Regions from separate parts of the Mus musculus genome. Here regions 1, 2, 3, 5 and 6 are each linked to region 4. Evidence: chromatin contacts called from public Hi-C, Micro-C, promoter capture Hi-C and targeted proximity ligation data. All regions are on one chromosome and are shown on one strand. The core of a region is the stretch at or near the end of the contact, and the rest is flanking DNA. Distances in the headings are between cores, read along the strand shown.

Region 1 (3,796 bases), core at 718-3,217, 180 kb before region 4:
CAGCAGTCCACGTCGACTTTTAAGATCCCAGAGTTAATGAACCCCATCAGATAGTCTGAGAAAAAGTGCCGCTTAACGAAGTCGCAGGAGGAAGCACACATCTTGTTCACAGAATGATCCTTCCTGCCTGGGGGGAAAGAAGGAAGGCATGGGGGCTAAGGTCCACTTCCATCTGAGCTCTGTCCCTTCCCTAGAACCCAGGACCCTCCAGATCAGTTTAAGACGTGGAACCAGGGAGGAACAAGCCAGTGTTGTCTTGCCTCAAAGTCATGATCTTGTCCCAGGGAAGAGGAACTCAGAGGACACCTCTGATCTCTCCCTAGATCTAGCTTTCAGTAGCCCCGCCCCCTCACCCGGTCCAGGCTTACTGCTGCTGGGGTCGGTGATCCGCACGCTGGCACAAACGGTATCGGTGGGCTGGCACTGCTTCGGAGCGCAATGGCTGGAATTGGCCAGGGTGCAGTCCTGGCACCACAGGCCATGGGCTAGGCAGGGCATGAGAGAGGGATAACCAGGGGAACCCGAGTCTGGACAGCCAGACCCTACACCCCCTCTTCCCCAACCTGCTGCAGCTATCACGGCAGAACCATGCTCACAGAAGAGTTCACTCCCACAAGACCCAGAGTGGGCCTCCAGGTTGACCCTGTGCTGTGCCTACACATCCTGCCTCCCGCATCCTCTTACTCCTACACACAGCACCCCCAAAGATAGGTAGGTTCCAAGACAGGAAAGGTCCACCCGACTTAATAGGAAGCTCGCTGAACCTCTGAGAATGAGGGACATCTGCGCAGTACTAGAAGAAAGGTGGAAAGGCGCTGGATGCCCTCGAGTGTGGGGAGAGCCCCCGGTGGCTGGAGCTGAGATCTAAGAGTGGTGCTTCCCGTGATATGACCCCTCCCCGCGGGCCCCCGACTCACCCGGCGAGGGGCAGAGAAGCAAGGCCAGCAGCGCCAGACCGAGGCTCTTCATGGCTGCAGGCAGCATGCTCCGATAGGGCCTGAAAGAGGCGCGGGGGCTGCAGGCGGGGGTCCTCTGGGGCGCAGGCCTGGAGGGGAATAGCCTCGGTCAGAGGACCCAACCCTAAACACCCTTCCCTTTTCTGGCCTGAAGATGTAACCATCCCCCAGGAATCAAAAGCGCGCGGGGGGGGGGGGGGAGGTCCAGGAGCTCGCAATGCCCCACCCCCAACCCATCACCGGGAGCATCCACCATCACAGCCTCCCCTCCAGGGAAAAGAGGTCTGCCCTCTCCGGTGAGGTGGCCACCCGAGGTCCCCGCAGCCTTCGCCCTGCACCTGCGTGGGGAGATTGTCTTCTCTCCCCAAGGAGCTGTAGGTGCGTCCGGACAGGAAAAGCGGGAGGAGGGAGCGCACCTTACCTGCCGGCGGGGGAGGGTTGCGCGCCGCGTCCCCGTCCTCGTCCCCACCCCTGGGCTGGGGGGCCGGGAACCCCGCGCCGAGTCCCCTCCCCTGGTCCCCGCGCGCGCGCCTCGGCGCTCACCGCGAATCGGGGCGTGGAGTGCGGGCCTCGGGGTGGGGGGCGCACTCACATCCCTGGGGTGTCCGCACTCCGGGCTCAGCGGCGGGCACGGCGCGGGGAGCGATGCCCTTCGGTCTCCCTGCGGACCGGAACCGGGGCGCAGCTTCGTCTTTCGGGGAACGCAGCCGCAGACGCGGACCCCGCGCGAGGGGCGGGGCGGAACCGGGGCGGGGGCCTCGCACAGCTGGGAGACGCGCGGGGTGGGGGGCGCCCAGGGCTGGAGGCCACTCAGCAGGTCGCCCTACCCGGCCTCGGCGCCTTTCGTCCGCGCGCAACGCCCCTTCTAGGTCTCCCGCTCCTGCTCCCGCCGCAGCAGCCCCCCACCCTTTTCCACCTCCCTACCCGGCGTGGGAGGATCCTCCCACTCTGCTTGGCCGAGGTCCCTTGCAGATTCTCGGAAGAGCTTTGGCTGCTAAAGGAAGCAAAATGCACAAAGACGCAGCGAAAGAGGGAAGCGGAGAGGTAGGGCTGTGGGGTTCAGACGCCCAGCCTTGGGGCTCCTCCCTCCCCAGCATCCACCTCGCATCCGATAGTTCCAGCCAATTCTACTCCTAAGAGTGCCCATGACGACGCCCACCGGCAACTCAGCCCTAGGGACTTTTGTTACCAACCACACCCACACACAGAGATGACAATCCTGGCCCCTGTGTAAGGATCACACCAGGTTCACACCTTGGGCTCCTGCTCCCCCCCTGCCCTTCCAGCTCTCTTGGGCTCAGGGTAAGCCACAGCTCCCTTCGCTCCCTTGTCACACAGGAGGAAAGGTGTTCCGTGTTCAAAACCCTAGGCCCTGGAAAAAGCAGCTAGCACACCTTGGATTCTGCCCGCCCGCCCCACCCCCACCACAGAACCTCATACCAGACAAATGACTGTCACTAATACCAAGTCCTTGCTAGATGTGACAACCTCTGCTGTCAGTCTGAGCGTATAGTCTGTTCTCTTTGATCTAAACAGCACATTATAGATGCATGTTGCCTTGGTGTCTCGGTGTTGAGTTACAGGTAAGGAGAACACTTAGCAATAGAGCCTCCTCCTGCCCAGGGTCACACAAGTCACCAGGTGATCAAACAGCGTGAGCACTTGAGTAGTTCACAAGTGCTGAGGAATAGAGGGACTAGACACTTTGAAGAAGGGATCTAGATGAAGAGAGTGCCGAGGATAAGAATTAGTTCATACACAATTCTCTGCAAAAGAAGTCCCGCACTCCACTCCATTGTGGAGCCCAGAGCCAGCCTGCCATCAGACTGGGGTGAGAGCAGCTGTGCCTGAGCCTGCACTCAGGTTGACAGGCTGAGCTATAGTATGGATTCTTGCAGAGCAGAGGCTTGGTGAGGCTTCTAGGTAAGAAGTGTTTTTAGGGGAGTAAATGGTCCTTGAACCCCTGTTCATCATGCCGCAGCTTGAAAAGGCAGGCGGCCTGACTAGATTTCCCTCAACACTAACAAACCTCCTCGAACACAAAGCCAATGTGCTTATTAAGACATGCTAGAAGAAGAAACACACAACCCCAAGCCAAACCGCAAGTTTACCTGACAGAAAGAAACTTCGCTCACATGAAAAAAGACCAATGCAGGCCTTAAAAGGACTCCCAGGAAAAGGAGGTGATCACTGAAAAAGAAATCTGGGGGGGCGGGGGGGAAGCAACAAACACCCTACATGTCACACCCTTTTATTTACATGAAATGCCCCAAAGTGTAAGAATCCAACAAAGACAGAAAGATTAGCCAAGTACAGGGAGGGAAAGGAATGACCGGCTTGGGACACGACTAATCATTTTGTAGTAATGAAATGCCCTAAAATTAGATTCTGGTGATGGATACACAACTTTATTAATACACTAAAAGTCACTGAAATGTATTCAATAAAGAATGAGTTGTGTGGTATGTGATATATTGTATCTTAATAAAGTTGATGTTTAAAAAAGAAAAACAACTTAGCACAGAGTTAAATTAGCCAGCAAATTAGACACAGATGAAGAGGGAATTTATGAGCTGGAAGACAAATTTGAAGAAATCATCAGGAAAGGCTAAGGATATAATTCAGTGGTAGGACTCCTGCCCACAAGAGATCAATGATGTAACACAAAATAAGAAGTTTAGAACCACAAAAGATTGTGTGCAGAGAGCTAAGAAAAGTCTAATTGAAATTCCAGTGATGGTGTTTAGAGACAGTCTACTTAAAATAAGTCAGAACTGGTGAAAGATAAGTGTTGGTAGAGATTCTGATGTATAATAAGCAAAATAACAAATGATGATTTA
Region 2 (3,925 bases), core at 758-3,257, 200 kb before region 4:
AACAGCAACAGTAATAAATAAACTGCAAAATCTCTAAAACAGAAAAAACGTTGTGGTTCAGTACTGCAAGGAGAATGAATCTGTAAAAGAAGTTAACTGAAGGGTGTGTGCATGTGTACGTGTACACACAAGTGCTTTGCCTGCATGTGTGTCTGTGCACCACATGTTTGCAGCTCCTATGGAGGTCAGAAGAAGGTATTGGATCCCCTCAGACTGGAATTATGGATGGTAGCGAGCTACTGTATGGGTTCTGGAACTAGAAGCTAGGTCTGCTGGAAGAGCAGCCAGGGCTCTTAACCACAGATCTACCACTCCAGCCCTGGCCCTTGGCCTTTTGTTTACTTGGTCTTAGTTTTGTTTTATTGTTTTGTTTTTGATACAGAGTCTTGCCATATAGCCAAGCTGGTCTCAAACTCCTAATCTTCCTGCTTCAGACTTCCAAGTGCAGTCAGTATAAATGCCCAGCATCATGACAGTTGACCAAAATCCTGACATTAGAGAGAAAGAGACAAGTTCAATTGGAGGGCTTCATGGGGGTGGAGATCTATGCCTTCACACTTGTGCCACCAGCCAACATGGCCTATGTGACCAGCTGGCAGTGTTGGGACTCCGTGCTCCTTATTACAGGTGGAGAGATGGGGCTGGTGAGATGGCTCAGTGGGTAAGAGCACCCGACTGCTCTTCCAAAGGTCTGGAGTACAAATCCCAGCAACCACATGGTGGCTCACAACCATCTGTAACAAGATCTGACGCCCTCTTCTGGTGTGTCTGAAGACAGCTACAGTGTACTCATATACATTACATGAATAAATAAATAATTAATTAAATAAAATTTTTTAAGAAAGGCTCCTGAAGAGCTAGCTGTTCTTGTCTGAGACTTGACTCTGTGGCTGTTGCCAGGCAGCAGAACCACTCAGTGTCTCTTTGCCTGTGAGTCCTGTGATGGGGGGTGGTGTAAAATGGAAGAACTGGAATGGATGCTCTTTAGAGATCCAAGTGAGACAAGCCCCAAGGGGAATTGTGCCAACAGAAGGGATGTTTCAGAGCTCTGAGATCCCCAGGGCAAGAGTGTAACTCTCCAGTCCTCCTTCCCCGATCCCAGGCTCACCAAGGACCAGTAGTGGAGAAACTGCAGACCTGGCTTCCCAGCCAAGAGGGGCTTACCTGGATAATCCCAGAATCAGTGAATGGCACCCTAGCAACTCTCTTCACTGAGCACCTGGAGCCACTGCTCAGAGGATGTTGCAATGCTGTCTTTATCACCCCATTGTTTCTCGAGAGAAGTGCTGGTTCAATGCTGAAGAGCCCATGAGGGGAGTGTCATGGTCTAGCTCTGGCTCAAGACTCTGTCTGTGCTAATGTCCACATGTGATGGACATCTTGCAGCCTGCTCCAGGTCAGATGTGAGCCAACAAATATGCCAAGAGGATAACACATATGGAAGGAACTCTAGAGCAGCCTCACATGAGTGTACACAACTTAGTGGCTTGGTAGCATTGGTGAGCCACCTGAGGTACACCCACAGAAGCCTTCAGATATTCCTGGGGGCTTTGAGTCTCTACCTAACCCCTCATGTAAGGCTGAACTTGAGCAAGAAGCAGAGCAGGAAGTAGTGCTACGTCTGTGCTTCCTAATGGGGCAGACTGCTCATAGCCATGCAGTGGCTAAAGAAGATCACTTGCCATCCCTCATATGGACACCAGAGGGCCCACTCCTCCAGGAGATGGCTCAGCAGACATAGGGGCCCCCACCACCACTAGTGAAATAGGTCACCTTCAACACCTCCAGGAGAGGGCTGTTGTCCTCCCTTCTCCCAGGGTTATTGGACAATCTGGTTTTCTTAAAGGCCAATAGTAAGAGTGAGATTAGGAAATTATTTGTGTGTTTTGCTGTGTGTGTTTCAGCAGGGCATCGCTGATCAAAGTGACCCCTGGCTGGTTTCTAATAGTGCAAGTCTCAAAACAAAAAGGGGGAAACCTGACTTTTCCACCTCAGCCAGCTGTGCTGAGCATGTTCTCCCAGGGGGTGGGTAGGTGCGAGCGTCCAGAGCACCATAACAACACACAGGAGGTGTCTACACAGTGCCACCTGAAAGTCATCTGCACAATCAAGAAGCAACCCAGATGCTACTGAACAAACCCCCTCAGCACACTGCTCACTGGGAAGAGGGAGCCAGGAGAAAGCCATCCCTGCCAAAAGACAGCAACATCTTGGTGAGCGTCTCCAGGGAAACCGGTGTGGAACTCAGTGCCAAGCAGCACCTGAAACAAACACGTGGAACAAAAAAGAATGTCTAGAAAAGGGCAGGCAAAGCTCGAGCTGAATACCTTACCTTGTTGGGGCTTAAACCAGCAGCCCACTCCTGTCCTTATCACTCAGATATGCCAGAGTTGGTTGAGGTTCCCTGGGCCAAGATAGTGACCAGGCATGCCCAGGTCTAGCCCATAGCTAGGGCACCTTCCAACCTTCCCCAGAGCCCACCCTCCCAGGAAGCTGGCATCTGCATCCAAGAACCCTCTGTCGTCCTCATGTCCCTCTCCAATCTAGAGCCTTAGTGGCCTTGAACACAAGGGTCTAAGTGGCCTCACTGCCCCAGTCCCTCACCTAGTTTTGTTTCTGTTGCTGTGATTAAAAAAAAAAAAAAACAGAACAAACAAACAAAAAACAACAAAGCGACTTAGGAGAGAAAGAGTTGCTTTGATAAAACACCATAGTCCAAAGAAGCATAGGGATGAAGGAGTTTATTTTGGGTTTATGGGTCCAGAGGAATAAGAATCCCAAAAGGCATAGCAGCAAGCAGCAGGCTCTCTGGCAGAAGCAGGAAACAACACATCTCCAGACACATGCAAAACACAGAGAGAAAACTGGAGAGAAGCAGACTAAAAGCTCCCAAAGACACACACACACACACCACACACACACACACACACACACACACACACACACACACACACACACACACACAGAGTGGCATATTGCCTCCTTCGAGGCTGCACCTCCCTACTACCACCTCAAATGTTCCAAAACCTGAGCCTGAGAGGAACAGTTCTCATCAAACCGCCACAAATAGATAATGGATACATAGATGATAGATGGTCAATAGGTAGGAAGGTGGGCAGGTAGATGACAGATAAATGGAGATAGATAGATAGATAGATAGATAGATAGATAGATAGATAGATAACAAATAACAGATAATTGGTAGATGATATATAATTTAATATATACAGAGATAATAATAGATAATTGGCAGAAAGGTTGATAATAAGAGATGAAATGACAGATGGATATATTAATTAATTGATCCTGAACAGATGCTAGATGGAAGAAGGAAATTTTATTAGGTCTAGTCAGGCACAGTAAGCTAAACATTTCATCTCAGCTACCCTGGAGCTGAACAACAAAACAGGAAGATCCCGTTTCAAAAATAATCTTAAGACTGGGGATGTGACTCAGTTGCTAGATTACTTGCTTATTGTGCCTGAAGGCCTGGGTTTAACCTGCAGCAGCACACAACTGGATGTGGTGGTGCAGGCTTGCGATCCCAGCGTTTGGGAGCTGAAGCAGAAGGATCACAACCCTCAGCTATGTAACGACTGGGAGGACGATTCAGCCTACAATTCATGATACATTGTCTCAAAAAACACTGAGTAGAAACCCAGACCAAATCTCTGTTTTATTCCGTTCCTAGTCCCCTCCCACAGGTCTATAAAGCACTGTGGAGTAACTTCTCAGCTGCAGGCTTGTGAATCTTCTGAACCTTCTGTCCACAGTTTGCTTTGCTGACAGTTATCCGTGCTGTGCACACTGTCCTTTGCACCTGGCATGTAGTATTCCACTGTGTGATGACATCACTATTTATTAACACTTTTCTCCTATTGATGGGCCCTTTTCTGGATTTTTTTTTCTCTTATGAACGGCGAAG
Region 3 (3,950 bases), core at 200-2,699, 130 kb before region 4:
ACAAGAATGATACCAACAGTCTATGCGCATCCAGCTCAGCCCACCTCATTAGAGGATAGGTAAGAGACTGGGGACTACATGAAAGATGGCAGGAAGCACACAGGCCACTAACCTTCTGGGGAAAGCAAGCAAGGAGATGCCCTACCTCCCTGTACCAAATGCTGGTAAGCCAGAAAGCCCCATGCCACTGGTAGGAATGAATGAGAAATGGCACAGGCTCTCTGGAAAGCAGCTTGTCTGTTTCTTGCAAAAGGCAACATGCAGTTTGGGACCTAGCAACTGCCTTCCTGGGCACGGTCCCAGGGAAATGAAACAGCACGGGGGGAGGGCGGGGGGGGGGGCGCTGCTTCCCAACAACCTTGTAAACACGTCCTTCAGTGGACAAAGGATCCCAAAGCTGTGATGCACACAGCGCAGAGGCAGCTGTTCAGGAGGCTGAATGAACCACCATTCAATACACAGCCACTCTTGTGAATCTAGACAGCGATGCCTGAATGATAATCGGCAAGCTCCGCCAAGTTGCACGCTGGACAATTACATTTATCTAGCATGTTGGCGTTGAATCTAAACGGATGAGGTGGAGACGACACTTAAAGAAAGGGTCTGTTAGAGGTTTGATACAGGCTTCTGCAGCACAGGAGGCACTAACACTGTGTACTAGTCATGTAAAATGGCGCCCCCAGGGAGACTTCACCAAGCACACAACAGCTCTCGATTCGTTTCTCATAACTTCATTCTCCAAGCGCCGTGGGCCACACCTATCGTCCCAGGACTCGACCGAGGCAAGAGATTGCTAGTTCTAAGCCAGCCTAACCAAATATAATAGTGGAGAATATACCCAGAAAGTCGAAAGAGCACAAGAAGTGACTAGATTTAAATATCTGTAAAGGCCCGCGTTAAGGACAGAGCAGGGGACCCTGGCTTTGCCGGAAAGGAGGGGCGGGGTCGGATGATTCCAGGGGGCTACAGGCCGTGCACTACTGGGTCCGCCATCCCGGCGTGCCACAGATGGCAAACCCGATGACTGAGAAATAACACGAAGCCTGCAGAAGAAGGCTTGGAGTCCTGAGAAGAGGCGCACGCCGGGAGAAAGGCGCCGCCCGCAGCCCAGAAGCTTGCACAGGCACAGACGCCTGCTTAGCATCCTCTCAAGCGAAGCTCGAGCCCGCAGCCACAGCATCACAAGGAGCGAGGGCAGTGTCTCCTAGAGCCGACCCGAAGGGGCGGGGAGAGGTAGGCGGGCCTACGGCCGCAGCACGGGATCACAGAGAGGCCGGGCGGCTGCTCCTAGAGCGACACCAGAAGGGCGTGAACGAGCAGGCGGGGCTCCGGAGCTTGCGGCGGTACCACCGAGAACCCGGCAAGGGTCCTAGAGCGGCACTGGAGTGGGTTTCGAGCGGTGGGCGGGGCTTAGGGTGCGCGGCAGCACCACCGAGAGGCCGGGGAAGGTAGAGCGGCACCAGAGGGGCGGGCGCCTTTAGGCGCGGGAGTGGCGGGCTCAAGTGGGCATTGTTAACGGTCGCCCGCCCGCCGGTCAGCCTGCTTACGGCCACGTTCCGCCGGCGTCTGTGCTCGGCACCCATCAGGTACTCTCTGCGTGTGTGCACGGTAGCCCCGACCGGGCGAAGGCCGGCTTCTGAGTCGTTTCTCTGTGGACCACCTCGGCGGTGTTGCAGAGGTCCTTGGAGGCGGGGAAGGTGGGCCGGGCTACCTAGCGAAGCCCCTTGTTGCTGGATGCATTGAGCGCCTTATCCTGCCGGCTCCAGCAGCTCCTTGATGGACCTGAGTCCCTAGGTCAGCGGAATTCAACTAAGTTGCCTGAATCACTCGCACCTACTCCTGTGCACAGGCCTGTGAAGAGAGGGGGCAATAAGCTAAGTCGCTGGGGTCTTCTCTGGTTTTAATGACTATTTAAGTTTTCAGTGAGGATGGTCCTTGGTGAGCAGACACAGACACCTGGGTCCCGCTTGTCATTCCTCTCACCAGAGTGATGGTGTTTGAATTGGTACTGAGTGATGCTGCAGACAGGGACTCTCAGGTGTCTCCTGAGCTGTCCCACAAAAGACAAACACTTTCAGATGCTGACATAGAGCAAACAGTCACCTAGCCGCCTGGATCTTGGACTCTGAATCCGGATAAGAATTTTATCTGCTGGGTTAGATATGTGGGTATTTGTCAAATGCTTAGAACAAAATACAGTGTGTTCCCAAAGTGTTTTTGGGAAAGTGTGGGTGCTCTAGATGGAACTGCCAGCAGAGCCCACCCCTTTGGGCCTCTGGGAGTAAAGGGGATGGTGCAGGTTTAGAGATAAAGAGGGGTCACATAGAGAGAGCCTCATCAATACAAGAGGCATCCTTTGGGGGTCTGATGGGGTTTGCTGTGGATTATGAGGAGAGCCCTGAGTTTTCCAGGCTCAGAACCAGGCTGTTGTATGGTAGAGTTACTTCCTACTCCAGGGTGTTTGCACAGTCCCAATGTGGGCGGGTAGAGAGGATAAGGAAGAACGGGGAAGGTTCTGTTTGGGGAGGTGGAAAATGGCCATCGGTCCATGATGGCTATGGCTTTCTCTGGGATGAGTGAAAATCTTGTCTTCAGGCCCAGGAGTGTCTGTGGCTGAGTGAGAGAGTCACTCAAAGAGATGAGCATACAGTGGACCAGAGGCTCTGAGCTCAGCTTATAGGCCTGGGGCTAGAGCTCTGGGGAGTCCACTTTAGTCTGAGGGGCTCATCATGTGAGCAGCTGGAAAGACAGTGGAGCTGCAGAGAGCTAAGAGCTGCCTCTGACCTGTTGTTCATGCTTTTGCCTCCAGAAGCAAGACGACCGTGGTTCTGTCTGCTTGATGCAGCTTCGTACGCAGGAGCTGTCCCTGACAGCGAAGTCCCAGAGAAGGAGCCAGGCAGCCACTGTCTGAAAACCCTCAGCCTTCCCTGGCCTCCAGGGGGGTTTCCTGCTTCCTAAGAGCAGCAATGGAAAAGCCTGCAACTAGGAAAAAGAAGAGTCAGGCCCCAAAGGAGGAGGCAGGTGCGCAAAAGGCCACTGTCAAGGGAGAGAAAACATCAAAGGGGAAAAAGGCAACCAAGAAGCCAAGAAAGCCCCGCAGACCCCGAAAAGAACCTGTCCTGAGCCCCGAGGACGAAGCACATATCTTTGATGCCTTCGATGCCTCGTTTAAAGATGACTTTGAGGGTGTCCCCGTGTTTGTCCCTTTTCAGAGGAAGAAGCCCTATGAGTGTGGTGAATGTGGACGGATCTTTAAACACAAGACAGATCACATTCGCCACCAGAGAGTTCACACTGGAGAGAAGCCCTTTAAGTGTGACCAGTGTGGGAAGACCTTCAGGCACAGCTCAGATGTCACCAAACATCAAAGAATTCACACCGGTGAGAAGCCCTTTAAATGTGGGGAGTGTGGAAAAGCCTTCAACTGTGGTTCTAACCTTCTAAAACACCAGAAAACGCACACTGGAGAGAAACCTTATGGCTGTGAGGAGTGTGGAAAATCCTTCGCCTACAGCTCCTGCCTCATCCGGCATCGGAAGCGTCATCCGAGGAAGAAGCACTGAGCAGGGCGGTCTACAGCTATGGATCCTTGTCAAACACCTGATGATGGTCCAGAGGTCTTACGCAGTATGCTCATCCAGCCACCCATCTGTCATTGAGAGGAAAATCTACCCATCAGACATGAGAGCCCACAGAGGCTTTCTGCCCTTCGAGTCTTCACTTAGTAGTAACATGGTGCTTCCCGGAGCTTCCTGAAGCTCCAGCCATTTTCCAGACTACTTTATGTTACTCAGGGCCATCTTTGGAACAGTTTTGGGTCGCTGAGAACTTTGTAGAGCTAAAGAGACACCCCTGTTGGCAAGGGCCACTGCCTTCCTTTGCTGCCTCTGTCTGCACCAACCACGGTGCTTTTGTCTCTTCTCTTGAAGACTTCTGACTCTGTATGCTCA
Region 4 (3,962 bases), core at 8-2,507:
TGTGCCGCTGCTGCACCCGCTTGAAGCGGCACGACTGCGCGTAGCCGCGGTTCTTGAGCGTGCGCCGCTTCTGTTTCAGTCGGATGACCTCCTCCTTGCTGAAGCCGCGGAGCTGCCGGTTCAGCTCCCGCACGGACATGGATACCAGCTGGTCGTCGGAGAAGCGCTCCTCCAAGCGCACGTGGTGGCCTGCGCCGCCTCCGCCGTGACCCGCGCCTCCGCCGTGGTGGCCAGAGCCTCCGTGGTGGTGATGGTGGTGATGGTGATGGTGGGCAGAGTGATGATGGTGGGCAGTGTGGTGTGCGCCGTGGTGGTGGCCGGCACCCATGTCGTCCGCGCCGCCGCCGCCCGCGAAGCTCTGACCCCGGAAGGCCTCATAGGCCGCAGCAGCCGCCGGGTGATGCGCGCCGTGGTGCGCGCCGTGGTGGCCGCTGCCGATGAGCGCCTCCACCGCGTCCTCCGGCGTCAGGTTGAGCGCCTCGGGGTTCAGGTGGTGCTGGTACCCGCTCATCCAGTACAGATCCTCCAGCACCGCTTTTCCTGAGGCGCCCCCGACAGTGCCGGGGCCTCCACTCGGCGGCCCCGGGGCGCCCCCGGCCTGAGCCGCGCTGCCCCCGCCGCCCGCGCCGCCGCCTGTGCCCGGGCTGGGTGCGCAGAAGCTGGGCGAAGAGGGCACCGAGGAGCAGGGCGTGCTGAGGGGCGTCGAGGACAGCGAGCCGGGCGGCAGGCGGTGGCAGAAGCGCTCGGCCTCGGGCGGCTCCTTCTTCACCTCGAACTTCATCAGGTCGAAGTCGTTGACGTACTCGATGGCCAGTGGGCTGCTGGGCAGCTCTGCGCCCATCGCCAGCTCCGCGGCCATCGCCCGGGGCCCCAGCCCCGCCGCCGCGCCCGGCCGCGCCCCGACGGGCGGCGGGGGAGCGTGGGGGGAGCCGCGGGCCTCTCTCCCCCTAGCTCCCCCCCGGGCCGCGGTGGGCTCAGGCTCTGGTCGCGCCGCCGAAGGGCGCAGCAGCAAAAGTTTCCTGCTGTCAACTCTGGGCTGTGCTCAGGGGACGCCGCCGGCCAGGCCTCTCGGGTGGCCCCCCGGCCCGCTACGAGCGGGCGCAGGGCCCCCAATCCTGCCCTCCTCCTCCTTCTGTTCCTCCGCGGTCCTGGCCTGGAGGGTGCAGAGGCCGCGCCCCGGGCTCAGCCGCGCTCCGGGCTCTCCCGCCCGGCCCCGCCCCGCGCCCCACCCGCGCTGCCGGCCGGCCCCGCCTCCCTCGGCCCGGCGCAGAGCCGCACAAGCCTTTATAGAGACGCGCTTCTGGGCCCGCCTCCCCAGGTGGGGGCCGACGCCCCCGGGCCAATCGGAGCCCCAGACCTGCCGCCCTCATTTGCCTATCCCCATGGCAACCCGGAGCCCAGCTGTCAATCTCCTGCGGGAAACAGCTGTGGGAAGGGGTGGGGAAGGGCCGTCGGCAAGAGGAGTGGGCAGGGCCCCCTGGTGGCCGCCGCATGGGACTGCACAGCAGAGGGCGCGAGACCAAGTGGCAGATTCTGAGGTTCCAGGATCGTAAAGCCAGAGAGTGCAGGGAAGCTGAGGAGGCCCTCGTCCAGGGTACTCCTTCGGTGTCTCAGATCCATTAGGTGGTCTAGCTGGCTGTGTCCCGCACCAGGCCCAAGTGGCCTGGAGTCTCCAGAATGGGGACCTCTAACTATCCTGACACCGGTGACTCCCGAGCTGCCCGGGAGCGCCAGCTATTTTTATCCTGTGGTTGGGATGGGTTCAGGAATTCAGTCAACAAAGTTGCTGGCACCTCGGGCGGCGGGATGCACGGTGGAACCGCAGGCCTCTGAGCGTTGTGGTAGGTGGAGTGGGACAGACGCCTGTGGCCACCACGGGGCTAGAGGAGCAGGTCTCGGGTACTCCCTGCGTAGAGAACCCATTTCTCTGAATTGAATTCATGGGGCTGATGGGTCTGGACGCCTGCAGAAATGCCCACAAGGAATCTCAGACCCAGCTGCCCACCAGGGCGGTTTGGAGGAGCCTTGCTGGGTGGGGGCAAGTTGGAGTGACAAGTGGCAAGCAGATTGCCACCGTCACACTTGCTGAATGTCTCTACACACCTAGTAGGAGGCCGCTTCCGAGCAAAAGAAAGCCACAAGGACAACAGGGAGGGTGGGTGACAAGATGTGAGTTCTGTGACACCCTCCCCTCCCCTCCCTCCTCCAGAATTCCAGATCCCAACCGAAGATAGAAAGGGCGTGCATTCACGAACAACAGCTGGATGTGACCCAGAGTGCGGTTTTCTCCTCTCTGTTATCTATAATCTTATATGCCGTTGACTATTAAAAATAATAGACGGGCAATGGTGGTGCAGGCCTTTAGCCCCAGCTCTCCCAAGACAGGAAGATTTCTGGGAGTTCAAGGCCAGCCTGGTCTACAGAGCAAGTCCCAGGACAGCCAAGTCTGCACAGAGAAATCTTGCCTCGAAAAACTAAAAATCAATCAATCAGTCAATCAATCAATCAATCAATCAATCGATTCTTAAATATAAACCATTTGTGCACAAGGTGGAAAAAGTTTGAAAGGGTATTCACAGGATACCTATCCAGGATGTCATGGTGCCAAGGGCTTTGCCTACTCCCTCTACAGGTGCCTGCTATTTCACAGGGGATGCCTGGCAGCTAGGAGCAAATAGCTCCCAGCTCCTTCCCTCAGTGTCCAGACACTCCTCACCTTCATATTCATCTGTGCAGGCTTGGTCTTCAGAAACAAACAAACAAACAAAAAAAGCATGAGGAAACCCCTACAAAACTCTCCCCTCAGCCTGTTCCAAAGGAGACTTCGGGGAGCCATTGGAATGTCTATCTTTGGGACTCTACAGTGCTGAGGTGGTAGCCACAGCCATCAGTGTAATCATGCCCATTCTACGGATGAGGAAAGGAGGCCGTGAAAAGCAACTGGCCTTGTCCAAGGTAACCTATATCAGATCCACCTGTGGCCAAAGGGGAGCCTTTGAGTTAGAGCACGAGGTCTCACCAGGAGAGCCAGTGTTTCAGTTCTCTATGTCTCCTGTAGCCTGGCAAAGGCATTAGACTAGGACACTCAGCCTGAGCCCCAGAAGCTCTGGGACTTAAGGATGAGCTACATGTCTGGGCACAGCATCCCATGTGGCCTTGGGCTTACTAAAAAGGGTACAGAGTGAGATGATGAGATTGGGCAGTCTGCCTTCTCTGGACTCCACTCCTGGTGTGGGTGTGGTGGCATATACCTTTAATCCCAGTACTTGGGAAACAGGGGCATGCAGATTTCTGAGTTCAAGGCCAGCCTGATCTACAGAGCGAGCTCCAAGACAGCCAGGGCTACACAGAGAAACCCATCTCGAAGATAAAAAGAAAAGAAAAGATAAGAAAAGAAGAGAAGAGAAGAGAAGAGGAAAGGAAAGAAAAGAAAAGAAGAAAAGAAAACAAAAGAAGAAAAGAAAACAAAAGAAGAGAAGAGAAGAGAAGAGAAAAGAAAAGAAAAGAAAAGAAAAGAAAAGAAAAGAAAAGAAAGGCAGAAAAAGAAAAGATATTTTGATTCCCTCCCGGCGTATGCCATCACAAACTTAGCACCTCAAAAAGAACACGTTCCCTCAACTGTTTCAGGGTATCCGGTCAGGAACATAGGCAGGGCCCAACAGGGGCTTCTGGTGACATTTCCCAGGCTGCAGTGAGCTGTGGTTCATCTAGGACAGGGTATTTTTTAGACTCCAGGACAGTTGCCGACTTGCTGTTGGCTGATAGCTGCTGGGTTGGCTGAGTGAAGAGTGGGGCGAGCAGAAGAGACAGGGGAGCCTCAGAAGTGAGTGAGGGGAGGGAAGGGTGATCCCTGAAAGCAGGGCGGGGGGGGGGGGTGGAGGAGCCTGGACTGGTAGGGACTGCTTGGCAGAGTGGCAGAGCAGCTGGATCAAGGGGATGTTGAGGAGCCTGAGAGGCCATGT
Region 5 (3,812 bases), core at 1,230-3,729, 180 kb after region 4:
TACTGAGCACAGGGTAGGTAGGTAGTAGAGATGCAGAAAACTTTACGTGGGGCTCCCACTACAAGGGACACGCCTTCCTTCCACTTCCGACTCGTGAGGAGTCAGTGCCTTGCCCTGTGCCTCTCTAGTTTTCTTCCCTAAACATATATAAGGCATGTTGGTCTAAGAACAGGGGAGAGGTAAAGACCATGCAGTTTGCTGAAAAGAGTGGGATGGGCAAGAAGAGCTTTGGTTGAGAGTCCTGGGGCAAAATCTGGTGGGAACCTTTGCATACTGCAGTGTCTAGTTAGGCCAGCTAGATCAAAGCCACTGACTGCTCAAAGGCAGGAGGGCAGATTCTCAGGAGCACGGTGGGCAGAAGCAGGGCTCTTCCGTTTTGCCCCTTCTCCTAAGGCACATGCTACAGACACTCCAACATACGGGAGTGGTTGGTAGATTCAGAGGGCTGAGGAAACCAAGCCTGGGAGTACAAGAATCTGGCAGCCTGGCCAATGATGGAGCACGCCTTTAATCCCAGCACTCCAGAGGCAGAAGCAGGCAACGAATCTGTGAGTTTTGAGGCTAGTCTTGTCTATAGAGAAAGTTCCAGGACAGGCAGGGCTACAACCCTGTCTCAAAAACCAAAACAAATCAACAAACCCCCAAAAACAAAACAAAAAGGAGAGAAAGAAAGAAAAATTTGGGGGTCAGAGAGATGGCTCAGCAGTTAAGAGCACTGGCTGCTCTTCCAAAGGATCAAATCCCAGCACCCACATGCTAGCTCATAACTGTCTGTACCTCAAGTTCCAAGAGACTAGACATCCTCACACAGACATACATACAAGCAAAACACCAATGCACATTACGTAAATAGATATAGACAGACAGACAAACAGACAATCTAGCAGCCAAGCAAGCTCAGTCCCAGATACATAGTGTGGTGTGCAGGTTTCTTTCAGCTTCTCAATCTGCAGGTCGGCACTTGGCCAAATGTCCTGAGGGCTGTACAAAACCAGCCCTCGGGGACTTCTTGGGGGTAAACCTGTGGAAGTTTCAAGAACCTAAGCTCCTGGCTCCCAATGCTTGTTGCCCCTGGAGCACTCCAACTTACCCAGAAATCCAAGTTGTATTTGATATTCCGGAAAAGGCCGCCTACCATTGCAGCGAGATGGATGACGTGGGTGGGCTGTACTTTCTGGAAGAGTGCTTGGGTTTGGGCTGCATCCCTGAGGGAAGCCAGGATGTCAGGGGAGGGCTAGGGAGGCCTGAGGAGATCAGGAGTTTGAGGCTTGGGCAGTGAGTCTAGAAACTGAATGGATCCATGGCTGGAAGGGCAGCCACAGAGACAAGTAGCTAAGTTCAGAGCTTTAGCAGCTGTCGGCTGGGAATCCCGGAACTACAGGAGGATGTTTACTTAAGAGCACAGCCAGCAACTACAGCCTGTCACCTGGCAGGGAGGACCCAAACTCGGGGTAGATTACTTCTAGGCTCAGGAACAAACCCGGTCAGGGTATTATTCTGTCTGGAAAGGGAACCAAGAGGAGGAATTGGGTCTGAATATGGTCGCAACTTACGTCAGATCTGCATCTTTGGAGGAGACAAACACCCATTCCTCTCCAGGTAAGCCGGCCCCATCTGCAACCACCTTCTGGATGGCTCTACCCACCAGTCCAGAGCCCCCTGTCACTAGGATCCTCATGGATCCATGGGGTTCGCCCATTATGGTCTGCACCTGGAGGGCCAAATGGTGTAAGCTAAGGAGGATACAGGATGTGCCATTTTCCCTACCCCATTCTCCTTGGCCAATGGCAGCAGGCACAGAATCAAAACTTCCAAGGAGGAGCGACAACAGGCTGACAGACACACCCAACTCTGTTCCCCCAGGAAGTCCTTTGCCCTGGGCATTATAGCTTCCTGCTGGCCGCCATCCCAAACAAAGTAGCTTGGTTCCAACCCATGACCCTACTAGGCAGAGGAAAGGTACACCTCATCCCTACGACTGCAAAATTAGGGCTGGCAGGTCCCTGCACAGATCATAGCGGCTGCTTCTCCCCAACGTTCACCCTACAGACAGACAAGGGGCGGTGCTCGTACTTGGAGTCCCGTACCCACAAATGCTGAGCTGATAGCCTACGGTCTAAGAAAGCCTAGTAGTTTAGGGCAGGGTGCACCGCTGGACGGCCTCAGGACGCTGGAATTTTTTACGGTTTCTGTAGGGGGGCTCTGAACCAGCCGCATGGCTCCACCGTTACCAAGATGAGCAAGGGCCCGGGCCCCAAACCCCTTGGTTCCCGACCCAGCCCAACCCCACGTAGACCCACAATGCGAGACGTACTCTTACGGCCCTGACCAGCCTGCGAGATCCCCGGTTTGCTGCGCCGAATCCAACTGTAAATCTCACCTGCGATGGGTTCCACCAGCCCAAGAGCTACTTCCGGTGCACAATTCTCCAGCTATTCCCGGTTCAAGTGGAGGGGGGCGAGACCCTCCCGGGGAACTCTGGGAAATGGAGTCTTTGTCACGCGCCAGTGAGGCGCGGGCCCTTCTGGGAAATGTCTTCTGGGCCTCACGGCCATCTGGGAAACCGAGTCCTGTGGGCGGGGCGGGGATGGTCCCGTCTCACCGCTGGAACTGCAATGCAGAGGACAAGCTGCACACCTAGACACACTCTAGTGGTTAAACGGACACAGGTCCCTCAAGGGACTAGTGGGCTGGCAAGGAATCTCCAGTTCTTATCCTGCAAGGAAAATCATTTCCCATTAGCCGGTCTGCGTGTCTGAGTGGCCAGGCGCCTGGCTGAGCCAGCATCCCTTACCAGTTGTGTGTTCCAGCCAAGAGTTCACACAAGACTCGATTTCTTTACCTAAATTGAGTATTTTAAAGCAGTGAATAAAATCTCTTCTACCTCGACAACATCTTAAAGTGTGTTTCATAATGAAAAATTAAAATATCAGCCAATGTTGGAATGGTGTTTTTAAAGGTACTTAACTCCAAGCCTGTTCGTCTGAATTCGATCCACTCGGATCCACTTACTGGAAAGCCAGAACTGACTTCCACAAGTCGTTCTCTGATTTTCACGCTCACACTGTCCCACACATGTACCCATACATAAAAACTAAATAATGTATAAAAAAAAAACCTAAAAAATATTGGTTATGAGGAGGTAAGTAGGACAGCAGATTATTCAGTTTAGCTAAGTTTATATGTCTATCAACTGTGATAGTAGTGTTAATTTAAAAATAGAGACACAGGCTTAAGAATACACACACAGAGTGTGGGAGAGCACACTCTACCTTTAATTCCAGCACTTGAGAGGCAGAGTCAGGCAGATCTCTGAATTTGAGGCCAGCCTGTTCTACAAAATGAGTTCATCCCCCTGAGCCTCTTCTAATTTTTTTAAATCTATTTATTTTATGTATATGAGTACACTGTAGCTGTCTTCAGACACACCAGAAGAGGGTGTCAGATCCCATTACAGATGGTTGTGAGCCACTATGTGGTTGCTGGGATTTGAACTCAGGACCTCTGGAAGAGCAGTCAGTGCTCTTAACCGCTGAGCCATCTCTCCAACCCGCCTCTTCTCATTTTTATGTCTTTTAAATGACTCATTGAATTTAGTTAGAGTTTGCAATTGTGGACCAGAGTCTAGTACAGCTGTTACCAGCCCCTTCCAGTGTTGAGGAATAATTCTATTTTGAGTAGCCCAGTTACTTAGAATTTATTCCACAAAAGACAAATTCATCCCATATGAAACCACAGCCTCTTTAAAATGCCTCAGATCTATCATTTCTTTTTATTTTACCTTATTTTATTTTTTTTTATTTTACGTGTAC
Region 6 (4,030 bases), core at 787-3,286, 220 kb after region 4:
ATAAGAATAAACATAGATAGCTAGTAGTAAGATAATGAGCTAGGAAATTAATTCTTTCTAGTATTGTTTTGAAAATATACCCCATAGGCTATTAAAAGAAATTCCAACTCTTTCCCAAGGCATTGTTTAACTTGGAGTCTTCAGTCATCATCTACAGTTGGCTTAATGGTCACTCCTCTTCTTATCTGACCCCAACCAATTAAACGCCAGTGTTTCTCAACTCTTCTGTTAAGGGCAATTTTTTCTCCTTTCTTCTGTACACACAGGACTGGTCAAAACAATTTTGCCCAAATCAGCCTTAACAGCACTAACTCTTCCTCCTGTCAACAGGGATCCTATGTTGACCATAAGCACTTCATTCTTAGACAGCTTTTGGACCTTGGCTGCTTTCTTGTCTCCTTCAGTACGTACACCCAGAAGACGTTTAAGCAGGAAATAGGAGATTTCCAGTTCTGTGAATATTTCAGGTAACGCTCCAACTGCACCAAGCACTTGTCCCACCATTCTACCAGCTCAGCACACAGTGGGGCCGATCTTTGTTCCAACTCCAGTGAGACCACCTGGGGCAGCATACTGAAGATCATTATGTTTCCCCCAAAAAAGTGACACAATATTGGAAAAGGTTGGTTTACACATGAGTTTTCCTTCCCTATCTTTGGAGACAATACGGGGTCTGACTTCTATCTCCTGGCATACCTTTAACACTCCTTTTAGAATACTACCACCAGCTATACCTCCCTTAAGGTCATCGACTTCACAGCCAGGTTTGTTGACATCAGATGGACTGATAACAATGAGATGGGGCTCTGAAGTAAAGTCTCTTGGGGCCACTGGTATTTTCTTCACTATATACTCACAGACAACTTCAATATTATACTTCAGTTGAGCAGAAATTGGAATAATTGGTGCCCCTTTCTGCTATCGTTCCTTGCACAAATGCGAGATTTTGCTCATATTGTTCCTTAGCCTGACTTTCTTTTACCAGATCAATTTTATTCTGTAAGATCAAAATATGCTTGAGTTTCGTGATTTCTACAGCAGTCAGGTGTTCGGGCCAAGGGCATGATTCATTACTAGCTATCAACAGAAGAGCTGCATCCATCTCTACTGCACTGTTCAGCATCGTAGCCATCAAAATATCATGGCCAGGACAGTCAACAAAGGAAACATGTCTGACTAATTTGAAGTTCCCTTTGGCCCCCAGAATGTATGTAGGAAACTTATCTGGTGTACTGCTTCCACATGATCTGGTCTAGGACAACTTGAGTCATCAAAGTTTATAAGTCTTAGCATGAGCATGTCCAAGCTTGATGGTAATGTTTCTTTCTAGCTCATTTTTGAATCTGACAGTGTGAACTCCAGAAATAACCTTCACCACGGTGGACTTCCCATGAGCTCCATGACCAGTTGTAACAATATTAATTGTAGCTTGTCTGCTGATAACTTCACGTGAAAGTGGTGTCAACTTGGTAACATCCCCCAGCCATCTTGCTCAGAGGGGAAAGGACGTATCTTCCTTTCCATCTGCTCAGCTATCTTATGGTGGGACGAAGGCTGCCTAAACTAGAATTAGAATTACAAATAAGTTTGCATCTTTCAAATTAAATTTGGCATCACAGTGGCCTAAGGGTCCAGTGACCCCAATGAACAAAGTAGGAAATCCTGACCCATGCCACTAACATGAAGCAAACTGGCAAACATCAGTTTAGACAGCCATAGGACAAATTCCAAACAAAGAATGTTGATGGTTCTGGCTGCTTGAGAACTGGAGATAGGTTCTCTGGGGCATGGACATTTCTGATTTGAAGCCAACATGGTCTACAAAGAGAGTTCCAGAATAGCCAGGGCAACACAGTGAAACCTTGTCCCCCAAGCCCATCAAAACAAACACCTCCTTCCAGTGGGCTCAGGAACACACGAAAAAAAACCCACAGACCACCCATATCAACGGAAGGGCTGGGCCCCTGGGGGCGGGCTCGCGCACACTTCCGCCCTTTTATCTGGCCCCGCCCTTTAAGTAGCCGGAAGACGCTTCTGATTGGCGTATTTCCGCTGGAGAGTTGAAGTCAGTGCGGCGCGCACGGGAGTTGACGTTTAAAGGTGCAGGAGCTGGGGAATCCGACGGTGGTGCTGCTTTGGGTTGCTCTGCTCCGCGCCACTGCGCTTGCGCTGAAGCCGACCCTACCCCCGGCATCCCCCGCGGCCTTCAGATGCGCCGGCGTCTTGCTGCAGCTGCTGCTCTCGGCGAAGCTCGACGAGAGCGCTGCTTCCGACGGGGCAGCGCTCTTCCCGAGCGAGCTAACGGCGATGCTCCTCCGGTGAGCTCGGACCCTCTACCCCCAATCCCTGGCCCCGCGCCCACCTGGGTCCCCTTGGCACGGGCGCTCGGGTTTCCTGCTTCTGGCAGGTACCGCGCTCCGGCGGTCCTAGGGTCTCAGTCTGGGTCTGTCTGCTCCTGCTTTCCAGGACTACAACTTTCTGTTTTAGTGTTTCCCACACTCCCTGCTCTCCGGCCTTGAAGTCCAGCCAGGCTTGTGGCACCAGTTCTGGTGTTCAGATGAGAAATATATATTCTGGTTTTATCATGCAGAGTTTGTGGTTGGCAGTCACTACCCAGACCTGTGTTTCCCGAGCTTCGGGTCTTCCAGGTGTGTCCCAATTTGCAGCCTTGCTAGTCGAGTATAGATAAGAATGCATATCAGCACAGTGTAGGTGGTTGGTTAGTTATGTCGCAATGTCACAAGGTTGAATGCCTCTAGGCGCAACTTTTGTGATAGCTGTTAAAATAATTTATAGCCTGACTGGCCTCAACTTGTGCTGACCCCTTTGCCTCTGTCACCTGAGTGTTAAGATTAGTTAGGTTTTTTTTTTTTCTCTCTCTCTTTTAAAATGTTATCTCTTAGCTGGGCAGTGGTGGTGCACGCCTTTAATCCCAGCACTTGGGAGGCAGAGGCAGGCGGATTTCTGAGTTCGAGGCCAGCCTGGTCTACAGAGTGAGTTCCAGGACAGCCAGGGCTACACAGAGAAACCCTGTCTCAACCCCCCCCCCCAAAAAAAAAAAAAGTTATCTCTTTCTATGTTAATTTTTAGAAGTGATTCTAGATACTAGTTCTTTGGCAGAAAACGATTTGGAAATTCTTTCTCTGTTGCTTGCCTTTTAATCTTTCTTTAATCTTTCTAACTCCCTTTTAGAATCAGAAACTCTCTTGTTGGTTTCATTAAATGTTGTTTTGTTTGGCTTGCTTTTTAACTATCCCAAACGGTCTTTGACATAGCTTTTTCGTCAAAGTTGGTGTAATGGTTAATTTCTCAACTTGACGCAATCAAGTAATTTGGGAAGAATGTTTCAAGGGATTATTTAGTTCCGGTTGGCTTGTGGGCATGCCTGTGGGGAATTGCCTTGATTAGCTTAATTGATATGAGCGGACCCAGATTTGGGGTCCTGGACTGTGGAAGGTTAGAGAAAGCTAGGTGAGTTCTAAAACTGCATTAGTTCATTCTTCTGCTTTTGACTGATATGACTAGCTGCCTTGACGGGATGGTAACTTGGAATCGTAAGCTAGATAAGCCTTTCTTCTCTAAACTGAACTGATTTTTTTGGGGTTTTTTTTGGGTCGGAACTTTATCATGCAGCAGAGATGAGGCCTAGCCTTGGACTTTTTTGATGATCTTTTTGTTTTTGAGACTGGGCCTATTGCCCTGGCTGTTCTGGTCTTGCTGGCTTGGATCTCAAGAGTTGTGTTGGGATTAAATGTGTGGGCTACCATTCCTGGCCTGGCCTTGAAGTCTTGCTGCTTTTGTCTCTGCCACTCAGTGCTTGGATTATAGACCTACCCCAGCAGTTATTCTTGGAAAACTGTATTTACTGCATGTATATATGAGTGTAGACCGGCACGTGTACCACTCTTCATATCAGGACAGCTAGTGGGAGTAGGTCCTCTCCTCGGGCTATACTGATCTAGGGGATTGAACTCGGGTGACATGAATCACCTTTACCAGCTGAGCCATCTTGCTGACCCAACTTTTTTTT

Evidence for each region. Promoter capture Hi-C pulls out the DNA fragments that hold promoters and counts their contacts. A called contact is a pair of places that touch in the nucleus more often than the background predicts.
Region 1: a contact with region 4 is called in a Micro-C map of embryonic stem cells, with 2.2 times the contacts expected there. A contact is called at or near these places in 2 of 39 promoter capture datasets (hippocampal neurons and pre-B cells), 5 of 484 Hi-C or Micro-C datasets (cortical neurons and embryonic stem cells) and 2 of 130 datasets of targeted methods (embryonic forebrain and forebrain).
Region 2: a contact with region 4 is called in a Hi-C map of cortical neurons. A contact is called at or near these places in 2 of 39 promoter capture datasets (hippocampal neurons and pre-B cells), 3 of 484 Hi-C or Micro-C datasets (cerebral cortex and cortical neurons) and 3 of 130 datasets of targeted methods (embryonic forebrain, embryonic stem cells and forebrain).
Region 3: a Micro-C map of embryonic stem cells shows a contact between it and region 4, with 3 times the contacts expected there. A contact is called at or near these places in 7 of 484 Hi-C or Micro-C datasets (CD4 T cells, LSK cells, cardiomyocytes and 1 more), 1 of 130 datasets of targeted methods (pancreatic cancer cells) and 1 of 9 other capture datasets (adipose tissue).
Region 5: a contact with region 4 is called in a targeted proximity ligation map of pancreatic cancer cells. A contact is called at or near these places in 2 of 39 promoter capture datasets (both in embryonic stem cells), 2 of 484 Hi-C or Micro-C datasets (both in embryonic stem cells), 6 of 130 datasets of targeted methods (the HPC-7 cell line, embryonic midbrain, embryonic stem cells and 2 more) and 2 of 9 other capture datasets (adipose tissue and liver).
Region 6: a contact with region 4 is called in a promoter capture Hi-C map of cranial neural crest. A contact is called at or near these places in 3 of 39 promoter capture datasets (cranial neural crest, embryonic stem cells and pre-B cells), 3 of 130 datasets of targeted methods (embryonic stem cells, memory CD8 T cells and pancreatic cancer cells) and 2 of 9 other capture datasets (liver and macrophages).

What each region holds. Positions count from the first base shown.
Region 1 is chr15:75,565,215-75,569,010 of GRCm38.p6, forward strand. It overlaps Ly6h (lymphocyte antigen 6 complex, locus H), which reads right to left and starts at 1,968. Exons shown (of 4, transcript NM_011837.3): 1 at 1,549-1,968; 2 at 918-1,045; 3 at 369-485; 4 at 1-127. The coding sequence starts at 1,550.
Region 2 is chr15:75,547,359-75,551,283 of GRCm38.p6, forward strand. No RefSeq gene overlaps it. Among named protein-coding and RNA genes, the nearest start is that of Ly6h, 18 kb to the right of the region's middle.
Region 3 is chr15:75,615,235-75,619,184 of GRCm38.p6, forward strand. Zfp41 (zinc finger protein 41) reads left to right here and starts at 1,450. Exons shown (of 3, transcript NM_001044718.2): 1 at 1,450-1,586; 2 at 2,810-3,950. The coding sequence starts at 2,967. The coding sequence ends at 3,563.
Region 4 is chr15:75,747,064-75,751,025 of GRCm38.p6, forward strand. Mafa (v-maf musculoaponeurotic fibrosarcoma oncogene family, protein A (avian)) reads right to left here and starts at 1,258. Exons shown (of 1, transcript NM_194350.2): 1 at 1-1,258. The coding sequence starts at 859.
Region 5 is chr15:75,927,339-75,931,150 of GRCm38.p6, forward strand. It overlaps Gfus (GDP-L-fucose synthase), which reads right to left and starts at 2,480. Exons shown (of 11, transcript NM_001357005.1): 1 at 2,381-2,480; 2 at 1,554-1,711; 3 at 1,091-1,205. The coding sequence starts at 1,699.
Region 6 is chr15:75,967,087-75,971,116 of GRCm38.p6, forward strand. Zfp707 (zinc finger protein 707) reads left to right here and starts at 2,037. Exons shown (of 4, transcript NM_001347040.2): 1 at 2,037-2,318. The coding sequence starts at 2,211. It also overlaps the pseudogene Eif2s3x-ps1.